Linked DNA regions of Canis lupus: region 2 is linked to region 1. The links are chromatin contacts, called in public Hi-C maps. All regions are on one chromosome and are shown on one strand. The core of a region is the stretch at or near the end of the contact, and the rest is flanking DNA. Distances in the headings are between cores, read along the strand shown.

The links. A called contact is a pair of places that touch in the nucleus more often than the background predicts.
Region 2: a Hi-C map of skin fibroblasts shows a contact between it and region 1, with 2.1 times the contacts expected there. The contact joins two enhancer-like sites. A contact is called at or near these places in 2 of 9 Hi-C or Micro-C datasets (amygdala and skin fibroblasts).

The regions. Positions count from the first base shown.
Region 1 is chr3:39,795,796-39,801,363 of UU_Cfam_GSD_1.0, reverse strand. TM2D3 (TM2 domain-containing protein 3) reads right to left here. Exons shown (of 5, transcript XM_038532632.1): 4 at 5,368-5,443; 5 at 3,165-3,473. The coding sequence ends at 3,308. Among named protein-coding and RNA genes, the nearest start is that of TM2D3, 13 kb to the right of the region's middle. Within about 2 kb of position 3,508, at least 2 of the 20 cell types and tissues checked have an H3K27ac peak or open chromatin away from gene starts, as enhancers often do.
Region 2 is chr3:40,112,953-40,118,520 of UU_Cfam_GSD_1.0, reverse strand. It overlaps PCSK6 (proprotein convertase subtilisin/kexin type 6), which reads right to left. Exons shown (of 21, transcript XM_038532634.1): 15 at 5,158-5,260; 16 at 3,792-3,988; 17 at 2,157-2,244. Among named protein-coding and RNA genes, the nearest start is that of SNRPA1, 25 kb to the left of the region's middle. Within about 2 kb of position 3,355, at least 4 of the 20 cell types and tissues checked have an H3K27ac peak or open chromatin away from gene starts, as enhancers often do.

The DNA of each region.
Region 1 (5,568 bases), core at 2,259-4,758:
TTATCCAAACACTCTTAGCAATACTTTTAGGGATTTAGCATACTCATGGAGATTCCCCATTATTCATTCTTTGAACAAATAGTCACTGTGCACCCACTGTGCACCAGGTAGGGATCTCAAAGCAGGGCTACAGAACAGAACCAGAGCCCTACTCTCATGAAGCCTCTCACTTAGTAAATTATGCCAAGTATCTCAACTAAAGCTTCCTTATTTTGCATCAAAATGTGTTTGTAGAAGACAATTTCAATACTCCCAAGATAAAGACTTAGGCCAAATTCATCCAGATTATGAAATTAACTAATATATCCTCTAACATTTTGTGACCCTTCCAGCAGATGCAGTGTGGACAGGAAAAGGAAGCTTCAGAGCAGAAGAAAAGGAATTTGTCTTCATATTCAAGGTACCAACACTGTATTTGAAAAGCTGCAGCAGATATAGCTCCTTTTCCAGGCTTTGCTTATGGGATGAGCTAAAATCATTTGCAAATTCCTTAGCTGAGGGTATGCCAAAAATAAATACAATTCTGGCAGAAAGTATTAAAGACCTGTAGTAAAGAGGAGACAGTTTAAGATCTTGAAATATTAAGATCTTTAAAAAAAATCTTTTTATAAGCACCATAAACCAGAGCTGTTCCTCAGCAATTTGCAAAAACTAGATTAACATGGTGCTACAGCCAATATTTACTCAAAGCCAATTACTGCACACTACTTCCCAGCAGCCACCTCAGCTGCACTCCCTGAGACACCTCTAGTCTTTCAATACCCCTAAGGCACCCATGGCATTAACCCAATCAGCAAATATATGAGAGCCACGGTGTGTAAGATATTGTGCTCGGGACAAAGGGGGAAACAGAAATAACATGGCACCTGCCCCCAAGGAATTACTAAGGCAATTGGAAGAGCCCTGACAAAGCAAGGGAGAGGTTCTTAAGATGAAGTAGTGACATACGGCATGCTGCAGTGATAAATTCTGAATTTCCAGAGAACTGTCAATAGAGGGTAATGTTTGATACGGTCCTACCTGTGTAGGGACTTAACAGTCCCCAGTCAGTTTGCAGCACACAGCCCTAGAATCTGAAGGTCAGATCCAAAAGTGACCTTTTTGCTGCCAGCAGAGGCCCATGGGGTTTTCTAGAGACCACACCCACTCTCTGGTGCCAGTGGCAAGTGCAGTTTTATTAGGTTTATTTTTTTTCAGGGGCCATGTATGAAAGTTCATCATTCACAAACTTGTTTAAACTATATTTCCTTCTCTTCCTTCTCCTTCTAGTTCTCTGTCGCAGAGCCCTTCAGCTCCACCAAATGCTGGATAGGAAGCCTCTCTGACTTGCTTATAGCGTTTAGGTCCCAAAGACTATCTCCTTCTAAGTGTCTCAGGATTTGAGAATAATTTCATTTATACATCTCCTTTCATGGATTCTGAATCTTTAAGTTTTCACCTTTCAAACATTGGAACTTTGTTCCTGAACTCAGACCCCAAAGCCATAATGACGCTCAACTGTCAAAGCAGTTGATACCTACTTCCTCCATGAGCACTATGTACAGCCAGTGATTCCCATTACTTCCCTGGCTCCTCATGGGCAGGCTCAACAGGGAAATGTTGGAGAGTCTCTTCTGCATAGAGCTAACTATGGAGGGGATTCAGGGGAAATTTTTATATAGTTAGCAAAGGAGCTGCTTCCTTGTAGGAACACAACCCTACTAAAGAAATACTGGCTTGACCAAGAGTCTCATGTACCCAGGATGGATGAAAGTGTGTTTGTCCTAGAAAAGAAAGGTCCATGCATTCTGGGCTATTCCCATCTGGAAGCACTGCCCATGCTCTGTGCCTATGCTCATGTTCCTAGGAAGAACCAGTTAATCTCAGCAGCTTCTTACAAATATAATGGAAATGTACCACCTAGTGATCAGGGCTGGAACTGTTACTCAACTAGACCAAGAGATTTTTGCTTCAAAATCTGAGCACAAGAGAAGCACCTGGGTGGCTCAGTGGTTGAGTGAGCATCTACCTTAGGCTCAGGGCATGATCCTGGGGTCCTGGGATCGAGTCCCACATCAGTCTCCCCACAGGGAGCCTGCTTCTCCCTCTGCCTATGCCCCTGTCTGTGTCTCTCATGAATAAATAAATTTTAAAAATCTTAAAAATCTTTAAAAAAAAAATCTGAGAAGAGATTCTGAGCTTCAAAAGAAGCCCATTCTTAACTGGCAGGTTATCACACCAAAGTGGTTCAATTCCCCTGCAGTTTATAGGTAAACTATAATTAATAATCTTGTGAAGAAAAGATGTTTTTCCATGAGATTTATGGAGATATGCTGAAAGATAGTTTATGGCTTCTGAATCTGTTGGCTGGTGAAGCCTTGCAGCTATTAACACAGATGTTTAAAACATAATACTCAGATACTCCAATTTGGAAGGAAAAATGCTAAGAATTTTTTAATGTTTCAACGAAAACCATAAATAAAATGCACTTGAAATAACTTTTCTTTCCACTAAAGGGCCTACAATAGATTTATAAAGACTCAAAAATATTTCTCACACTGTAACACTGTTTAAGAGTTCCACTGTGTGTCAATGAATCAACCAATTATGAACATATCTGTTGAAATGGAGTAAGGCTCTGAAAAATAAACATTTTACATCAAGAACAGTTGTTATGATTACTAAAGATTCCATCTTAATACAGAAAACAGATCAACCTATTTAAAGTAACTTGTAATTTTATTAATTTTTCAGTACTTTTGCAAGTATGTTACTAACAAAATTCAAACCACAGCAACTACTTATAAAAGTTCTGCAGTTTGCTTCCAGCAGGTCATAAATAAAGCCCAGCCTACATAGATAGTACACTGCAAAACTTGCAGATGGAAGTTTAGGTAGATAACTTTTATCTAGCTAAAGAATGAAAACACATTCCACTTTCTGCAATCATGACTGAAAAGCTTTTCAAGACTGGAGATCCAAGTGACATACTGACTTAATCTAAAACTAAAGTCATAGGAATTAAGCAGATTTTCAATCCTGGAGCATTTGTTCCTAGTTTAAGGAAATTCACATTTTTTACACTTGATCTTAGCCAAAAGGCCAAGAAGTGATGTTGAGTAAAAGCTTAAATTTTTTCACAGAAAAAATATTGATTTCAGGCAAATAAAGACAAATTCCAGATAAACATGGTTCAGTATTTTTTTATTTTACCTTCATCAAGGCAGGCAAAGTACAGATGCTGTACATTAAAAACATACAAATACATTACTCACAGCACATCAACTCCTATAGGCAGAGAGCTCCTCTCTGAAGCACGTAACCACAGCTAAATGTACAAAGAGCCATCTGCTGGTCCCACGTAGCCAACACCAATCAGCAAGACATCTATCAGTGTCCATATCCCCAGGCCACCAAAGCTGAAGAGCTTGCCGAGGCCTTCCCGCCACTGGCCCAGGTAGAAACGGTCAGCCCCAAACCCACCGAGAGTGATGCTGCAAGAACAAACAGATTATGGGATGGGGGAGGCCATCAGCCACCCCCAAGCTGCAGCCAGATGTGGCTCGACACTGGTATTAAGTCACACGTATGAAAGGGCCTCAAAATGATCACAAAGCTTCACAAGGACACAAATGACTATTTCACAAATCCATGACACCACATAATCATGGGCAAGAAGACTGTTTAAATATCAAAAGTAAATGCACAATTTTTCAGCTGTGCTGAAATCTAATGTTCCTTTTAAAGTAATCCACCTTGTTGCCTGCAGTCTTCAAAATGGCACATGTAGGAGAAAAAAGCAGGGAGCCAGTCCAACAAAAAGTACACAAACACGGAGTCAGGAGGTAGGGTTGGGAGGCAGCCCACCAACACTTGGTTGTCCCAGATCAAGTCATCTGAACTTCTGTCACACTTGTCCCCAAAAATGGAGTGTTAAGAATAAATGACTTTTGAGGTTCTTTCAAATTCTAAGATCTAACAATATCCAGATCACCTCTCATTGTACTTCTTTTAAGCTTATTATTATGGAAAATTTCAAAACAAATAAAAGAAGTGAAGAGAACAGTACCCCTTCAGCTCCAAATATTATGTGTCGGCCCCGTTTTGTCTGTATTCCCACCTCCCCGTGCTGGCATACTGTGAAGCGAACTGTGAAGTGAATATTCTGAAAAAAACTGTGTTGCACTTCAAAATGAAAACTATTCTTACTTTTTAAAAGTGAAGCTGTTAGATGTAGTATGTTAACTCGAGATGCTAACAATCTAGGGGAAAGTGGGTGGCACGTATGCAGGAATGATCTTTGTAGCTTTTCTGTAAGTTTCAAGTTATTCCAAAATAAAGAGGTTATTAAAAAAAAAAAAAAAAGTTCGTTGTTCATTCTAATTTGAACCACTGCTGACAAAGACAATGGCCAGTTATCAAATCTCATTTTTGTTATACTGAATTTTCTATCTTGGACTATTCTTTTATTCTCCAGTTGTGCCTTTCTGCCAGGCAGGCTCTGGCTCTCCCCAGCCCAAATCCTAAAGCAGTGGTGCACATCGGGCAACTTGGCAGTACCTGAAGACATTCTTGATTATCACACCTTAGAGTGCTACTGGCATCTGGTCCATAGGCACTGCTAACCACTCTATTGTGCACACCCTACTGGTCCCACAACAAAGAATTATATTTGGCCTGAATGTCAACAGTGATGAAGGGGAGAAACCCTGCCCACCTTACATTGCAGGCCACAGGGTCTCAGGCTCTAGCCTAAACCTTCCACTGTAGATGCCCCAACTTTTTAATTAGAACTGTTTAACCAGCATCTCACCTGTCCTTCCCTCTGGGTGGGGGACGACAACAAAAATTGCAGTTTTTCCCTCAAACTGTTGAAAAGTTTAACAAATTCAAGCACATTTTTATGTTAAAATTATAAGTCCACAATTATTTCTGGATGGTGGAATTGGAGGTGATCTTTAATGTTTTATTTCAATTTTTCCAGTTTTTAGTATTATTTATTAGTTTTTATAATAAAGGAGAAAACTACTAAAAAATAAAACTACAAATTATAAATCTACCTATTTTAAATAGTATATAGCACTTTACACTTACACTCAGGATGGGAAACTCTGACTGATTCTAATGATCTATAATCATGGCTCAGTAAGGCATCTCTAGAATGTGCAGACATCCCAGGGAGAAAAGCAAACATCCTACCATGAATTTCCACTAAATACTTGTCTGATCATCTAAGTAATTCCCTACAGCTATGTTTTCTAGGGCCTACCTAACACATGTGAAAGAATTCAAAAGAAGGAGGAACTTAGCTAAGCTCAATGTATGGAAGATTCCACTGATCCCAATAAAATTCAAATGGCATCCTAACTTATCAGTAGTCAAGCTTACCTCAGAGCCAGAGCAGTAGACCACTTATAACCTCCAGTCCAGTTGCAGTACAGCATTTTTGGAAAAGTACGGTTACCTTAAAAAAAGGGAAAACATTCTACATAGAAACATGGATATAAATATTCTTACACAGATACTAGTGGCTTTGTAATTTAGAATCTAAAAGTCAACTCTCCCTACGATAATTAAAGTTTGGCGCAG
Region 2 (5,568 bases), core at 2,106-4,605, 320 kb before region 1:
GCTCTGGGGTGTTAGCAAGATCCAGAGAATTCTGTGTTAGTGGTGAGATGTCAGGGGGTCTGAAAGCCTCTAGGCATCGATGGTGGATGCCCGCTCAGGGCTCCAGGGGCCCCTGAGACTGGCAGTTTAATCCAGTCTTTAGTAAGTGATGTTTCCCTTCAAACCCTTCCCACATTTATCCCCCTAAAGAGATGGATGGCCGCGACTCAGCAGCTCGGCTGCTCTCACTGCTTTAACGTGACAGCGATGATTTGAAGCCACAGCTTAAAAGGATATTGGGCAATAAAAGGAAGCTTTCTGTGGATTATGGCTGACGATGTTTTCAGAGTTTGCGTGCCTCTCTGAATGCCTGTCATGGCTGGAACGGCTGCACCAGTCCGTGTGACTACTCTTTGGCAGGCATTTTTGGTCTGTGACACTCTTCCTGACCTGAGCAGCTGACCTCCTTTCCCCTACAGGACCCACAGAACCCAGAAAACAGCTCCTGGGACTCCCCAGCACTCCCAAGGCAGAGAGCAAGTTCCAGTGGGTTGGACCCACAAAGCTTCCCCACCACCCCCGACACCTGCTTGGGGTTTGGGAGCCCGGGGTGGGGGGGTGCCATCACAGCTGCCTGTTCCAGGCCACCAGCTGTGGCCACCAGCTCAATGCCACTGTTCCCTTTGGAGACCTCCTTCCTTGATTGCTTCATCCTCCTCCTATTAATCCTGCCTTGTCCAGCTAGCGAGTTTACATGACCACAGGCATGATGTGAGACTCTGGAGGGGGGGGGGGGGTTCCTGCTTCCCTTTCCTCTCCCCTGACTCCTGGAAGCTTGGGCCATGGACCCTCTTCTGATCTTCTCTGTGACCTGGAGGAGTAAGGGCAGGCTAAGGGGAACCCCATGAAGGCAGCGTCATTACACTTCCTCAGAAAGTCTCTCTCCCCAGTGACTACAATGGGAGCAGTATGATCAACATTGCAGGGTGCCTAGGCAGCAGGTTAAGAATCTGCCTTCTGCTCAGGTCTTGATCTCAGAGTCCTGGGACAGAGCCCCATGTCAGGCTCCCTGCTCTGCGGGGAGTCTTTCCCTCCCCCTCCCCCTCTTTATGCACACTCCTTTGCTCTTTCTCAAATAAATAAAATTTAAAAAAAAATCATTTCAAAGTCCTAGGTTGCTGTGAAGATTTAAATGAGGCAGTATTGATGACAGCACCTGGAATAAGTACTGGTAAAATTCTTCTCATCCCTACTTAGTCCAAAAACATTCAGCTTTGCTGGTGAATTCCAGCTCAGTCAGCATCCTCATCACCTGGGAACCTGTTAGACATGCAGAGTGGCAGGCTCTGCTCAGAGCTGCTGGAGCAGAATCTGCATTTTAACAAGAGCCCTGGTGATTCTTTGCATGCACTTGTAGGGGCAGGGGGGGGGGGGGGGAGGGCACTGCTCTCCGTGACCCTTCCCTTTCTTTCCTGGTTCTAGTCCCTGGACTCTGGGTGTGTTCATGGCATAGTTTTGAATAGTATGTTTTCTAAACTCTAGACAGTAACTTGGAGGCAGAGGTAGTATATCTTTGGTTGCATTAAATGGGCTAAGCAAACATTTCAAAATCTTCCAACAAAAATCATTAACCCAGTAAAATGTTTTTAAAGTAGACGTGTGATGAGCTTGGTGGAAGAGGGAAAACCAGGAATCTAAAAAGCATCCCGAGGGAGCGAGCTCCCAGAGCGGGAAGGAGATACCAGAGCCAGGAAAAAAGATAGTGAAGGCAGAAAATAGAGATGGGGCGAGGGGCTTTGCAATGGGGCAGACTGGAAGGGGCACAGGAGGGCGTGCCATTACTGGTGCTTAAAAACGGGAGCTCCGTTAGAATCTTCACCTTTCCAGCAGCCACCCTGCTTTATATGATAGGGTTGCTTCTTGCTTTCAACATTCCCCAAGTTCTGCATAAGTGGTAGAGATTTTGCCTTTCCTCTAACTTTCAATTTTAAACATCGATCTCCAAGTGGAACTCTGGTTTCTACAGACTCAGACTCTTTACCCTGAAGGGCTTTGGGCCTTTGCTTTGATCTTTTAGGAAAAAGTCGCCAAAACTTCATAAAACAGTGATAGAAACAAACAAACAAACACCACAGACACTCTGCTATTCTTCTTCGGGTCTGAAGGCAGGGTTTTACCTGAATCCTTCTTTACAGACAATACATCTTTCTGGTTCATCAACACACTTTTTACAGCTTGGGTGGCATTTAAGGCAATTTTTCTGACCTGGAGGAAAAAGAAGATGAGGAGGAGAGAAGGGGGAAGAAGAGATGTGAATCCATTCTGGGCAAGGAAGACTGGCATTTCAAAGCAGCGTTGATAGAACAGCTTGTCACCGGTGTCCGCCTCCAGGCAGGACGATGGAGTAATAAAACAGCCAGAGGTCATGGCCAGACCGCAGGCCCACGTGTGGGATCACAGGTGTCTCTCCTCTCCTTTCTGGAGTAAATTAAAGCCCTTACACAACCTCGAGGCTTTGGAGGTGGGCCCTTTCCAGAGAAGACACGCTCTGCTTCTGTTTATTTCAACCGGGAACGAAACCAGTTCCTGGCTGATGGAGCAGAGATTAATCAGGTGTAAGTCTTCATAAGAAAAAAAAAGTGACTGGGTGCAGCCTGCAGAGGCCTCACAGCTCTCCGCTGGTGCCTTCACAGGGGACTTTATTGAAGACTTGGTAGTTACAAACACAGACATAAAGGACGCCCATCACAACTAGGTTAATGCTGGGAGAATTTTGCCTGTTATTATCTGGTCTTTCCTTCTGGCACCTCATTGACGCCACCTTGTGTCTGGGCCTGGAAGCGAAGGGCTGCTTGCTACCCCTCTGGGTCCCCTCCTAGGGCCCCCATAGGTGGCATGACACACACGCAGCAGGTGTTCAGGCAGGACACTGGATCACTGAGGGTGGCTGATTCTTGCTTTGGGAGCAGGGTGGGGATGAAGGAACCTCAACCCGGAAAACAGGTCTGGCTGGCAGCCTAGGGCAGGTGTTTACAAAGGCTGTGAAATGCATCTTGCCAGATGATTGGGTTTTTTTCCTCTAAAGACATTCCGGTTATTTGGTGGCTTTGTATGTCTTTAAAGACTTCCTGGCTCCTTCTCTATAGGAGGAACTGTAACGTCATAGGCTGGATCAATGATCCCTCCTGCACAGCAAGGGCCTCTGTGGGAAGGCTGTGACCTACGCAAATCACCAACGTCAAAACAGTAGCTTCTTTGAACTTGAGAACTAGCCTCCATCTGTTTAACCCAGACCCTGTGGCTGAAGCCCTCTTCTGTGGCTTCGGTGAAATGCGGGCATGGGTCCTGGGCCCCAGAGTCCCACCCATCCACCCACCTTCCTGGGCCTGGTGGAATGGCAGGACACCTGGCACACCTGGCTTTGCTGCTCTGAGTTCAAGTTCCACCCGTGCCATTACTAGTTAGGGGCCCTCTGCCACCTCTCAGCTTCGTTTCGCATCTGTAAGACCAGGAAAGCATCACCCACCTCATAGGGGTGTGGTCGCTACCTGTAAAATGTGCCACAAAGATCAATGCATCTCTTCTGAGCCTAATTAACTCTGGCCAGTAGGCTCCTTTTTGTTTTTGGAGAACTGAAAACCTTCTGCCCGTACTCGATTCCCGAGTTCAGCTCAGCAGCTCTTCCTAGGAAGGGCCTTCTCCCAATTTCGACTACCAGGTCCATAAGCTGGTGCCAGATTCCCTCTCTGATCCCAGCTCCGAGAGAGAGGGGGGCTGACTCATCATTCCTACCCACACAGACATGCACTTACTTTCGTCAGCATAAAATCCAGCAGGACAGAACGTCACACAGGTGTTCATCTCCTGATGGTGATAGAACCCGCGGCGGCAGGACAGGCACTGGGTTGGGCTCCTGCCCGAGCAGGTCTCACACCCCTTGTAGCACCGGCGACAGCGTCTTGCTGCTGTGTCCCCAAAATAGCCCAGAGGGCACACGCTCACGCATTTCCTGTGGGAGCAGGAGCCACAAGAGGACCTTTCCAAATCACCCCCACCACTACCCTTAAAGCCCGCAGCAAAGCCGGGACCTGGGGGGCAGGGCAGCTAGCTGGAGAGGAAATTCTAGCTAGCCTCTGCAAATCCCCACCCCTCCCCACCCCTGGTCAGCAAAACTCGGAGGGAAGCAAAGGCCCCAAGGGTGAAGGTTAAATCACTGATGCCCCTTGTCATGGGGAACACATGGAGAGATTCCTAAGTACATAGGAGAGGGTCCCAGACTTGCATAAGATTCAGGGAAGAGTTGCCTTTTAAAGTCTCCCCAGAGGAGGTGCTCGGTGGCACCTGGATGATGATATTTGACTTTTGGAATATTTACCTCTGGTAAAGCCTCGCGGCTGATGCCCCTGGGGAGCTAGTCTCACTGGCAGTGAGTAAAAGCAGCAGGCTGGCTACCTTCATAAGACGAGGGTGAGTGTGGCTGTGTTTGGGAGCTCTGGGATGGCAGGAAAGTCATGCACGGCCTTGTGTCACCATGTGTGGCCACACCACCAACTGGGCATTCAGGGATGGGAGCCCCCCCCCCAGGCTGGGCCCGATGGGCTTTTAGAACAGTCCTGACCTCTACTGTGACATTTGTCTATAGGTCCCAAGTGGCCAGCCTTGGCATACTCAGGATGACCCATTTTTGTTTAACCAAATGGCTAGAAAACATTTTATAAGCACAGATACCACACTGCCACAGCTTTTGATTTCTCTCTCACAGGCATGAATTACTCATGTGATGAGGACAAAAAGGTACTCAAACTTGGGCAACCTGGGTGGCTCAGCGGTTTAGCACTGCCTTCAGCCCAGGGTCTGATCCTGGAGACCCAGGATTGAGTCCCACATCAGGCTCCCTGCATGGAGCCTGCTTCTCCCTCTGCCTGTGTCTCTGCCTCTCACTCTCTGTGTCTCTCATAAATAAATAAATAAAATCTTAAAAAAAAAAAAAAAGGAACTCAAACTTATACAACCCCAAAGCAGTAAATCTCAGTGGAATTTCCTTTTCAGGGGGGTATTACATTAATTCATAATTAGGGCACCAGGCTGTGGGGTGCTAAGAACACAGCTGGAAATAGGTCACCTTAGCACCCCTCTGAGGGGCTCCAGGACATGCAGTCAGAAGCCCCAGCACTTTACCTGCTGGTCTTGACGTTCCCCAAGCTGAAGTGGACACAGTTCAGGCACTGGTCTGCTTTGGGGCCATCACAGCCCTTGTCACCACACTCCGGATGGCACATACCTTAAAGAAACAAGCATTTCCTTTCACCCATAGAGATGCTTTATCCATCAAATGCAGTCCCCTAAGACCCTGTGTCTGGGTCTCCCAGCCTCAGAGGGGCAAGAGAAGCTTTCCTGGGGAATGGTGGGGCCACTGAGGCTGCACGACCAGACACTCAGCTGCACGCAGTGCCCACCCCCACAGCAACCTGGCTATGCTGAGAGCTGACCCTAACTCAGCTCTGACACTCTGACCCAGTGTCAGAGGTTCTGATGACTCAAATGGCAGTGCGAGAGAAAGGAAAAGAGCTAGGTGTAGGTGGGGACCCG